Linked DNA regions of Drosophila melanogaster: region 2 is linked to region 1. The links are chromatin contacts, called in public Hi-C maps. All regions are on one chromosome and are shown on one strand. Each heading gives the region's core, a stretch centred on a gene start, on an enhancer-like site or on the middle of the called end of the contact. The rest is flanking DNA. Distances are from core to core; before and after follow the strand shown. Region 1 holds the start of swa (swallow). Region 2 holds the start of Pits (Protein interacting with Ttk69 and Sin3A).

The links. Hi-C and Micro-C count contacts between places; a contact is called where the count stands out from the background.
Region 2: a contact with region 1 is called in a Hi-C map of the Kc167 cell line, with 2.4 times the contacts expected there. The contact joins the promoter of Pits here to the promoter of swa in region 1. A contact is called at or near these places in 2 of 107 Hi-C or Micro-C datasets (the Kc167 cell line and embryo).

The regions. Positions count from the first base shown.
Region 1 is chrX:6,363,695-6,368,599 of dm6, forward strand. It overlaps swa (swallow), which reads right to left and starts at 2,014. Exons shown (of 3, transcript NM_078505.4): 1 at 1,632-2,014; 2 at 611-1,450; 3 at 1-522. The coding sequence starts at 1,902. It overlaps Marf (Mitochondrial assembly regulatory factor), which reads left to right and starts at 2,255. Exons shown (of 8, transcript NM_206635.3): 1 at 2,255-2,377; 2 at 2,939-3,469; 3 at 3,665-3,954; 4 at 4,025-4,363; 5 at 4,832-4,905. The coding sequence starts at 3,163.
Region 2 is chrX:12,580,360-12,585,264 of dm6, forward strand. It overlaps Pits (Protein interacting with Ttk69 and Sin3A), which reads right to left and starts at 2,834. Exons shown (of 3, transcript NM_001272557.1): 1 at 1,213-2,834. The coding sequence starts at 2,191. It overlaps LIMK1 (LIM domain kinase 1), which reads right to left. Exons shown (of 6, transcript NM_078584.3): 6 at 4,026-4,905.

The DNA of each region.
Region 1 (4,905 bases), core at 764-3,263:
TTTGGTCAACGAACTCCTCCTCGGGCATCGCAGGCAAACCATCCTTGTATGTGACATTGCTGCGGTTCAATGGATCACCATTACGGCAGCGAACGCAGGGCCCCAGGAATCGTAGCATCCGACTGCCCAGTGTCGTCCTTTTACTCCTAAAGTGGTCATGCGCCTCCAAATGCGACATCGACATCGAGTGGACCAGCAGACGCGTCTGACTATCGTTGATGCTCTGATTATGAATGGTGTCATGGCTCTGATTGCGCCCCTGACTGATATTGAAGCCCATCACCTCGATGACTCGGTTGTTGCGCTTGTCAAAGTAGTACATGCCCTCATGCTGGCCCCATTGCCTGGGCGAGATGAGCTCCCCCTGTTGTTCCCACTGCCGCCTGGAGCTGGGTCGCTCCTCCTCGTGCGCCTCCACCTCGATGGCCGAGTCGTTGCTGCTCGGCTGGCTGGTTTCCGAGTTGTTGGGCGCCGGGGTTCTTCTGACCAAGGCCCTGGATGAGGTTTCCACACGATGTTCGCCTTGAATAGAAACCAACAAAAATCCATGTTAGTCAATCTTATTCGAAATAATCTACAGATCTAATAAAATAGCATTGCGATTGCTTACCACTACCGCTGCCATCAGCTTCGGTGCTAACGCTGCTAAAGTCCAAAGATTGTGGATGAATCGCGCGTTGGACCTGGACGGGATTCTGGGCCACTCGGGCAGAAGGCGCCACACTGAGCAGTGCCAACTCGATGGATCCTTTGCTGCTGTTGTAGGTCAGGTCGCCCAGGGGATGGGGTGTGACCAGGACGTTTCCGGAGGCGGGTATGGTGTCCACCAGGAAATCCGTTTGAGTGGCCTTGGCACTGGTCGCCGATCGAATGTGGTACATGAAGTGGTGCTGTGAGTTGTCCTGCTGGCGCCTAAGCTTCTGCTGGCATTCGCTTAGCTCGGTGCGCAGGGTCTCGAAATTGCACTTCATCTTCACAAAATCATCTGTCTTTCTGTCCAGTCGTTCCTGGACATACTCGTTGAAGCCCTGCAGACGCTTCGCTTCTACTCTCAATGAGTTGATCTTTTGCTGCAGGCTCTCGTTCTCGGCCAGCAATCGATCAAAGCTGCTGCTAGAGTTGTTTGAATTGGAATTGTAATTCGAATCGGAGTTGGAGTGAGTCTGGCAGTTTTTGTCCACCTTGAAGTCACCATCATGGACATACACCTGCTGCAATGTGGGCGTTAGACTCTCCGGCATAGAGTTCACTCGCTGGAATCCGGCGAACTTCACATTGCGTCTCTTTTGGTCCTGCGCCTGGATCTCCGCTATGTACTGGCCCACCTTGCTGGTCACGTGCTGGAAGCGGCGCTTCGTGTAGGCCGAATGGATGTCCTGGTAAGAGACCGCCTTGCTGGAGCGCCCGCTGCCCAATGGAGCCTTCTCGCAACCCAGTTTATGATCATCGCCTGGTTGAATAAGAAAGGATACATGTTAGCACTAGCTAATTGACTGTGCCCATTGAATGAAGTACCCATTATACATCGAGACATGGAAGTACCAAAATTATACATATATGAGATATGTTTGATGGGAATATTTCTCCCATTGTAGTTAAGCAAGTGTAGAGAGAGAGCGAACACTTCTTACCATCGACATCCTCATCATAGTCGTCCTCATCCTCCTGATCACGACCCACGGGATCGCTTACGCATGTCTTGGCGCTCTTGTTGGCCACATCCCCATCCGCATCAAAGTCTGGATCCGCGTAGCAGATCTCCAAAAATGGCGCTGTATCCCGCTCGAAGACTGCGGGCTTATGGTGCTCCGCGAACCAGGTATTCCTGGCGCCACTGCTACTCAAATTGTTCAGCTGGTCAAACAGCTCGTCCGTCGGAAAACTCTCGTCCTGTAGACTCATCGCTTTTTATGCGGAAATCCGAAAAGCGGGGGAAATAATACAATTAACACGAGACACAAAATTACACGCGGATTCCAATTGGAGCGGGAAAGGCGCCGTTACATTCTGGCTAACTGGAAACTGGCTAGTGTGACCATTTCCAATCAGTGAAAATCATTGTCAGGGTAAATTCTATTTTTAAATTAGACAAAATTTAAATTAGACAATAAAAATAAAAATAAGCTAGGTGGTAGTAATTGAAAAAAATTAATTTCAATTAAATATGGCAGCGAATTGAAAAAATACCATATTAAGCTTTCGACTGGCATAAAAATATACTAGACATGGGAAGGCATAAAAATGCACTAACGCCGGATGTCAGCGAACAACATGAGTTGGTCACCTTAACGTTACATCATGTGCATTTAAAAAAAATTAATAATATTAACTAAATTTCGTGAAATTGCTTCTCTGCAACTGGATTCTAGTCGGCAATGTACGGTTATTGGAAGTTCGAACCACGCTTTCCACAATTTGCCATTTGAAAACGCATCAGCTGAGGGGCAGCAATTAAAAGAATCGAACAACCGGAGAGGAAAATAAATACAAATATAAAATAAAACAAATACAAATATGAGCGAGAGTGGCATTAATCAGGTTAGTTGATAGAGCGAGAGGGCAGATTAAACTTTATCAACTCGATTTACGCACACAGATGTAAATTGTCAGAAAAAAGAAAAACCAAAAACATTAGATTATTATACTTTTTTCGCCTATATTTGTTTGCAGCGCAATTGGACCACGTGTGTGTGTGTGCGTGCAATTTGCGTTGCGGTATTTTCCTTTTCGCCAAATACAGTGCACTCTCGACATAGCGAACAACAAATCAATAGTTTATGTTCTCTCTAAGATATACTTAGCAAACACATGCTTGATTTTGTAGCGCACATTTTGTTTAACACTTAAACCACTCAAGTTGAGCTTATCTGGTGCGCACTGTATTCAATCGTTTTGTTTTTTCTTTCGTGTCATAATTTTTCATTTAATTTCGTTTCAGTTTTATGACGTTGATTTTTGAGCAAATACCCCCAAAAGCAATATAACACACAATAAACAGAGATAGTTAAGTTTTGAGTTTCGGGTTGGCGGCGAAGTTGCAGAAGTTGGAAGTCTGAACAACCAAATCCCCTGGGCTGCATACCTTTTGTTTTGTATCGCAATTCTCTTCTTCTACCAAAAAACCATCTGCTAAACCGAATCAACCATAAACCGGATCCCGAAATGGCGGCCTACTTGAACCGCACCATCTCGATGGTGACCGGGCAAACGGGCCCCGCCGACGACGACCGTCACGCCTCCTCCACGGACACGGTGGACAAATCCGGACCCGGTTCCCCGCTATCCCGGTTCAACTCATCGCTGCAACAATCCGGCTCCACAATGGCCGCCAATCTGCTACCGGAATCGCGGCTCTATCAATCCAACGACAAATCACCGCTCCAGATCTTTGTGCGCGCCAAAAAGAAGATCAACGATATCTACGGCGAGATCGAGGAGTATGTCCATGAGACGACCACCTTTATCAACGGTGAGTTATGTATTATATTTTTAAAATACCCAACAGAAGCCAATCCTTGAACCTCTATGTTGCATGGTATTCGATAAGAACGATTATGATTCAGTTCATCGTTTTACAAGGGAAATGGTGAAATTTTGATTCTTATCTAACATCTATTGCCTTTGGCGAAATACCCAGTTAAACCAATGTTCGTTGCTCTTTCAGCCCTGCACGCGGAAGCGGAGATCGTGGACAAGGCGGAACGGGAGCTGTTCGAAAGCTATGTGTACAAGGTGGCGGCCATTCGCGAAGTACTGCAGCGGGATCACATGAAGGTGGCCTTCTTTGGACGCACCTCCAACGGCAAGAGCTCGGTGATTAATGCCATGTTGCGCGAGAAGATCCTGCCCAGCGGCATTGGGCACACCACGAATTGCTTCTGCCAAGTGGAGGGCAGCAATGGCGGCGAGGCGTATCTTATGACAGAGGGCTCCGAGGAGAAGCTAAATGTGGTGGTAAGTGGGCTACTCAGCTCTCCTCTGGGAAATGTGTTTCGCCTAATGACCTAGTGACCCTTGTTTGCAGAACATCAAACAACTGGCGAATGCCTTGTGCCAGGAGAAGCTCTGCGAGAGCAGTTTGGTGCGCATCTTTTGGCCGAGGGAACGCTGCAGCCTGCTGCGCGACGATGTCGTCTTTGTGGACTCACCTGGTGTGGATGTGTCGGCCAATTTGGACGACTGGATCGATAACCATTGCCTGAACGCCGATGTCTTTGTGCTGGTCCTGAATGCCGAGTCAACGATGACGCGTGCGGAGAAGCAGTTCTTTCACACCGTCTCGCAGAAGCTAAGCAAGCCGAACATCTTCATCCTGAACAATCGCTGGGATGCGTCGGCCAACGAGCCCGAGTGCCAGGAATCGGTATGATCTTCTAGGCGGCCCCTTTAGTTAGTCCACAATCTCTGTCAGACCCTGCATTACCATTACATGGCAGGCGAACCATATGCCACATATGTGTACATATGTTCGTTTGCCAGCAGTTTTGCACTGCCACATCTCATAAGTAATTTCTTGGACCTCTTCGTATGCCTGTTGTCTCTCTATGTTGATGTGTGTCTTTTGTTTTTGTTTATTACCCAACCAACCAATCAATCTATCAAACAACCAACCAACTATCCACTGTAATCAACGCCAGGAATTGGCTAAGGTAATGAATGAGCTAGACCCGCTTGCTTGGTCCCACAAAAACCCAATCCACTCTGCTTTGGTCTCTTTATCGAATTGAACCGATGAACACCTCCTTGTTGACTCTTCCCAAAGCAGCTTACTTAGTTGCCCTGATTGATTGATCTATGCACTTTCTAAGACGCTTATTTCATCAATTGATAGGTTAAGTCTCAGCACACGGAACGCTGCATCGACTTCCTCACCAAGGAGCTAAAGGTGAGCAACGAGAAGGAGGC
Region 2 (4,905 bases), core at 1,584-4,083, 6.2 Mb after region 1:
GCGCGTGTGTGTCTGCGCGGTACATGCACATGTATATTCCCTATATGTATATTGGCATGTGCGCATGCCTTTTAATGGCAAGGGTTAGCAGCCCCTTTTTTCCACAGAGGGTTGCAAAATGCGTTTATACGCTTCTTTTTCTGTTTGAATGTACATGCATGCATGTGCACGTATGCGTGTATGTGTGAGTTATACATACGCATTGGGTGGCGATAAGGACGCGCTGATAAGCAAATGAGTTATCTAATCTCCAACACAACGCTCCTTATCATCCATGCAAACGTAAATGTGTACGTGCATATACATGAGAAGCGCAGTCTTCTTCTAGCTCGCCTTCCAGTAAGGAGAGATAAGGAGCAGGCAATCACGCCGTTTCACTCTGCCCTGAATAAGCGGTATGTGTGCCACTATATCGCCGCCTCTCTTCCTCCCACTCCCCCACCACGACCTTCCACCCACATCCAGGCTAGAGCGAGGCAGAAACAGTGCTCTGTATCCCGCGATCACGGCTCATATTAAAAAAAAAAAGGCGGGGGATTGGTAAGAAACGGTAAACAAATACAGTGGCCGCCAACTTTTTCAAACTTAGGATTTAAGCAAATTTCCTATGTTTCCGGAGGATAAAATAGTGTTTAATTTTATCCAGCAAATCTTAGATTGAAATTAGCAAAAAAAAATTTCCTCTAACTCACTTGTTTGTTTAAACAAGTTTTTATTTTTGTTTGACATTGGCTATCAAAGCAAACTGAAATATCACCCCTCGAAGAGTTTTGTATTTGAAATATTTTGATAAAATATACTTTAGAAGATATCAAGTGTTCACTGTGGCTGGGAAACAACATCCCCCTGGTCACTCCATTTTTTAATCCATATCGCGTATTTCCCACTGGCGATTCGATCCGATCGCTATAAGTGATAAGAAATCCATCACTGATAGGGGATTATCCCAAATCTGTTTTCCACCACGATAGATAGTGTTTTGTACTATCATTTATAAAGCCAAATATTTATCAACGCGGCACTTTTGAGACTCTGATCACTTTACTCTAATTATTATGAAAGGTAGTTTTCAAGGTAGTTGAAACTACTCCTGCTTTTCCCGAATCCCTACTGCAAATGAAAAATTTTCCCATTACTTGCTGCAGCAAAGTTCTTTCTATTGGGTAACCACTGTGCCAAGTATTTTGAATGATCTATGTCATGTTTGCTCACCTGCTTTGAAGGTCGATGCATCGAAACTGGGCGCTCTGACCGGCTGCTGCTTATCACGGAGTCCGCTAAGCTGACGCTCGGGCACATAGCTGACCGCCGCTGGCAGGGATTCGCCACGCGTCAATGGCGGTCTGCCGCCCACGCCACTTGGATCGTCCATGGCGCTGCGCTTGATGCCGGGCGGACAACCGCCGGATACGCCTCCGCCGGCGGATAGGGAGTTGCCAGCACTGCCATCTGGCGCCAGGCCGTGTCCCGACTGCTGTTGCTGCTGGCTTACATCCACATCGACATCCTCGCTGGGCGGACGCTTTAAATTCACGGATAGGGCGGGCGGTAGGCTGCCACCGCCACTGCCGGCGGTGGGTACGCCGCCGCCGGGTGCACCGCCACCGCCGCGGGTCGCATTTGGCGGCAGGTGGTGGGGCGTCATGTGTGAAATGCGTACGGGTCGTACGCCGCCACCGGGGGCATCCTCCAGCTTAACGGGATAGTCCAGTGGCGGACCGATGCGTGGCACTGGCATTTGATAGGGCATCTGATGGTGATGATGCACTGCAGCAGCGGCGGCGGCAGCAGCAACGGCATTGCCCAGCGAACTGAGCGAACCGGCGCCCGACGGACCTGGACCACCACTTCCGGGCGGAGCACCCGGTGGACCGCCGCCACCTCCGCCGCGATGGGAACCCGGTCCTTGTCCCGGAACTGGACCGACTTGTAACTGTTGTTGCTGCTGTAGGACGACGGCGGCCGCTGCAGCGGCGGACACTTCGCCGTTCTCATGGGAACGCTGCTGTTTGCTGGCGGGATGGAGACGCTTCATTTGGCGGGCGGCGTCCAGCACCGCCTCGATGCGATCGGCGCCCTCATAGTTGACGCAACCGCGGCACACCGCCTCCGAGAAGTCATTGATCATCGCCCAGGGCATGCGGGGTAAATCGCACAGATAGCAGTGCTGCCTTTTCGTTTGCAGCGACATCCTGCTGCGTTTCTGGAAACTGTCAACTGGCAACTAGCAACTGTCAACTGTCAATTGGCAACTGTCAATTGGAAGCCCTGGATGGGCTGGATCTGGAAATGGGTTTGTGCTGTTTTAGCTCACTGGAATGGCTAACTGTTCCTTCCTGCTGGATTCCCAATTCCTATTATTTATTATTTTCTCCTTTTTTTTCGCTTTCTTTTTTCTTGTTTCAGCTTCTTTTCGGTTGTGCGTTGTAGCTATTTTTCTTATTTAGCATTTGTTATTCATGTTTTCGTATTGATTTTCGCACACACGCACATATACACGCGCGCACGCACGCATATTTCACCGCGCTTCCACCCGAAAAAAATTCACTTATGTTTTTTCCTTCAGCTTCAGCTTCTTCTTCTTCTTCTTTTCTATTGTGCTGCGCCGCGCTGCTCGCCAACACGCACGCACACAGGCACACACACCACACACCACACTTAGGCACGCGCGCCGCAGAGTGAAAGAGAGAGGGTGCGCGCGAGTAAGCGGGACACGTAAATGTACGACGACGCCAAAAACGTGTAGGAACAAAACGAACGATGAGATCGCAGCGACGCAACGAATGACTGAAAAAGCGACCGGACGCCACACAGCTTGCTGATAGAGTGTGGCCTTGGCTGGTATGTGAGAATATACCCCAGGGGCCAAGCGAAATGTACTAAAAAATCTTCGCTGCCGCAATGGGAAATACCAAGAAAATACCTGAAATACTGGCTTATATCAGAGACACGAACCTTTCAGTGGACTTCAACCAGGGTTGCCAAAGTGGCTGAGACTGTAGCGAAGACTTCAACCATGATAAAGCTAAGGAAATTTTAAATTTTCTTTAAAATTTAGCATCATTTTGAGCATAGTAATTCTACTATTTCGTATTAATATATATAGCTTTTAATATATTGCTCCTAATATTACGCCCAAATATTAAAAATAAACCCTTTTGGCTGTTTAAGTAATTAAAAATAATATTTATTTTTATTTTTAACCCCCTTTGGGGCTACGACCCTGCCAGCGTACGTGCCTGCACGTCATATTCACGAAACGGAATCTAGTGACGAAGTCCTTCCCCCAAAGTCCGCCTGTAAGTATACCATGTAAAGTTCGTGGATACACATCCGTTTTTCGTATAGATACCGAACGTATGTACATAGGATACAGTTATGTAGACCTTGAATCTGGTATGCTCCGTCTCTTTCGCTCGGCGAACAGCTGACTTAACAGAGCTCTGTAACTGTTAATGAAATTAAAAGCCCTCATTCCTAGCAAAAAAAAAAAAAAAAACAAGGACATCCGTAAAGCACTGCGCAGGACCACAAACTGCAAGCATGTATGTGTATGCATATCGTTGCATATATGTACATATGTATAGGCGAAAATGCTTGGGTGTTCGTATTCCTGGCGTTTGGCCTGAATCGATTTCCCGACCATGGTCTGGGACAAATTCCGTATCTGTGCGTACATCCTGTTAAAAGGAAATGCGGAAAAAGGAGCCACCAGATACAGAAACACACGAACAAGCAACGACCTCGTAAACGGGGTCCTTTCCTTACACCCCCACCTTTCCATACAGTCCCGGCCATAAGTTTATGTCCGTGCACGCGCAACTGTACTCGCTTCTTAACATTTCATTTGAGATTTTATTTATGAAATGTTTGGCTCAATTAAAGATATAAAAATATTCTTTAAATTGCCACAAAATTAAAATTCCACAATAAAGACACTAGAAAGTTTAAAAGTTTTTTTTTAATTTCCTCTTTTATTAACAAAAAATGTTTTAAGATTAAAATCAAAAGAGAATCTACGAACTACGTTTATACACAAGCTTTATTTGTAATTACAGACCTTTCGACTCCCGAATAAGTAGGCAACAAAAACTGCATTAGTTATAAACTTATTTACAAGTGGGTAGAAAATGTTGCTATACTGATTATATATGTTCAACTGTTAAAAGGCATAAAGAATTGAATCGAAAATTCTATAAGCGTTACTCAATTTTCGAAAAGCAGGCGTATAAACGTAGTTACAAGGTGGTGTGGGGTCAAAATACAACACATTAAATTAGCTGCATATAAAAAATATCGCACATATTTGTTGTATATAGATAGTTAAATGCTAGATCGGTTCGGCGCGGCCACTGTTCTACTGGCATACGTCCGTATAACAAGGGCCCGACTCAAATGTCTTATGTAAGCAGTTAATTGCAAGCGTTTCGATCCTATATGTATATAGGTTTAGGTATATAATGGCTATATAAAGTACACAGTATAACAGTATTAGGCTTGAGCGTGTGCGTTTCATTTGTATAACAGTTAGCGTGTGTGTGTGTTTGTATGTCTGTTCGTATCAATTACAACTAAAATTGCCTTTGAGCAAAAACATTCTTATATATTTAGTTATAGGAGTTAGACTTATTCTCGTCAATACAAAAAAGTTTGTTTCTTAGCATTGTTAATTATTGTTCTTGGAATGAGGGGACGGGGTGAATGGGTCGAGAATCGATAAATAATAAATTAGATTTAAGCACTAACATGGAATACGTTTATCTATATAATTATGGAATAGATATACAAATACATTTATATACGCTGTTTATCAAAAAATATTTAAACCACAATTTTTCTAGTTAAAGTTCTTTTCGTTCCTTTTGTCTTTTTTTTGCGGGTGGGATCTCCCTCTCTCGAGGATTC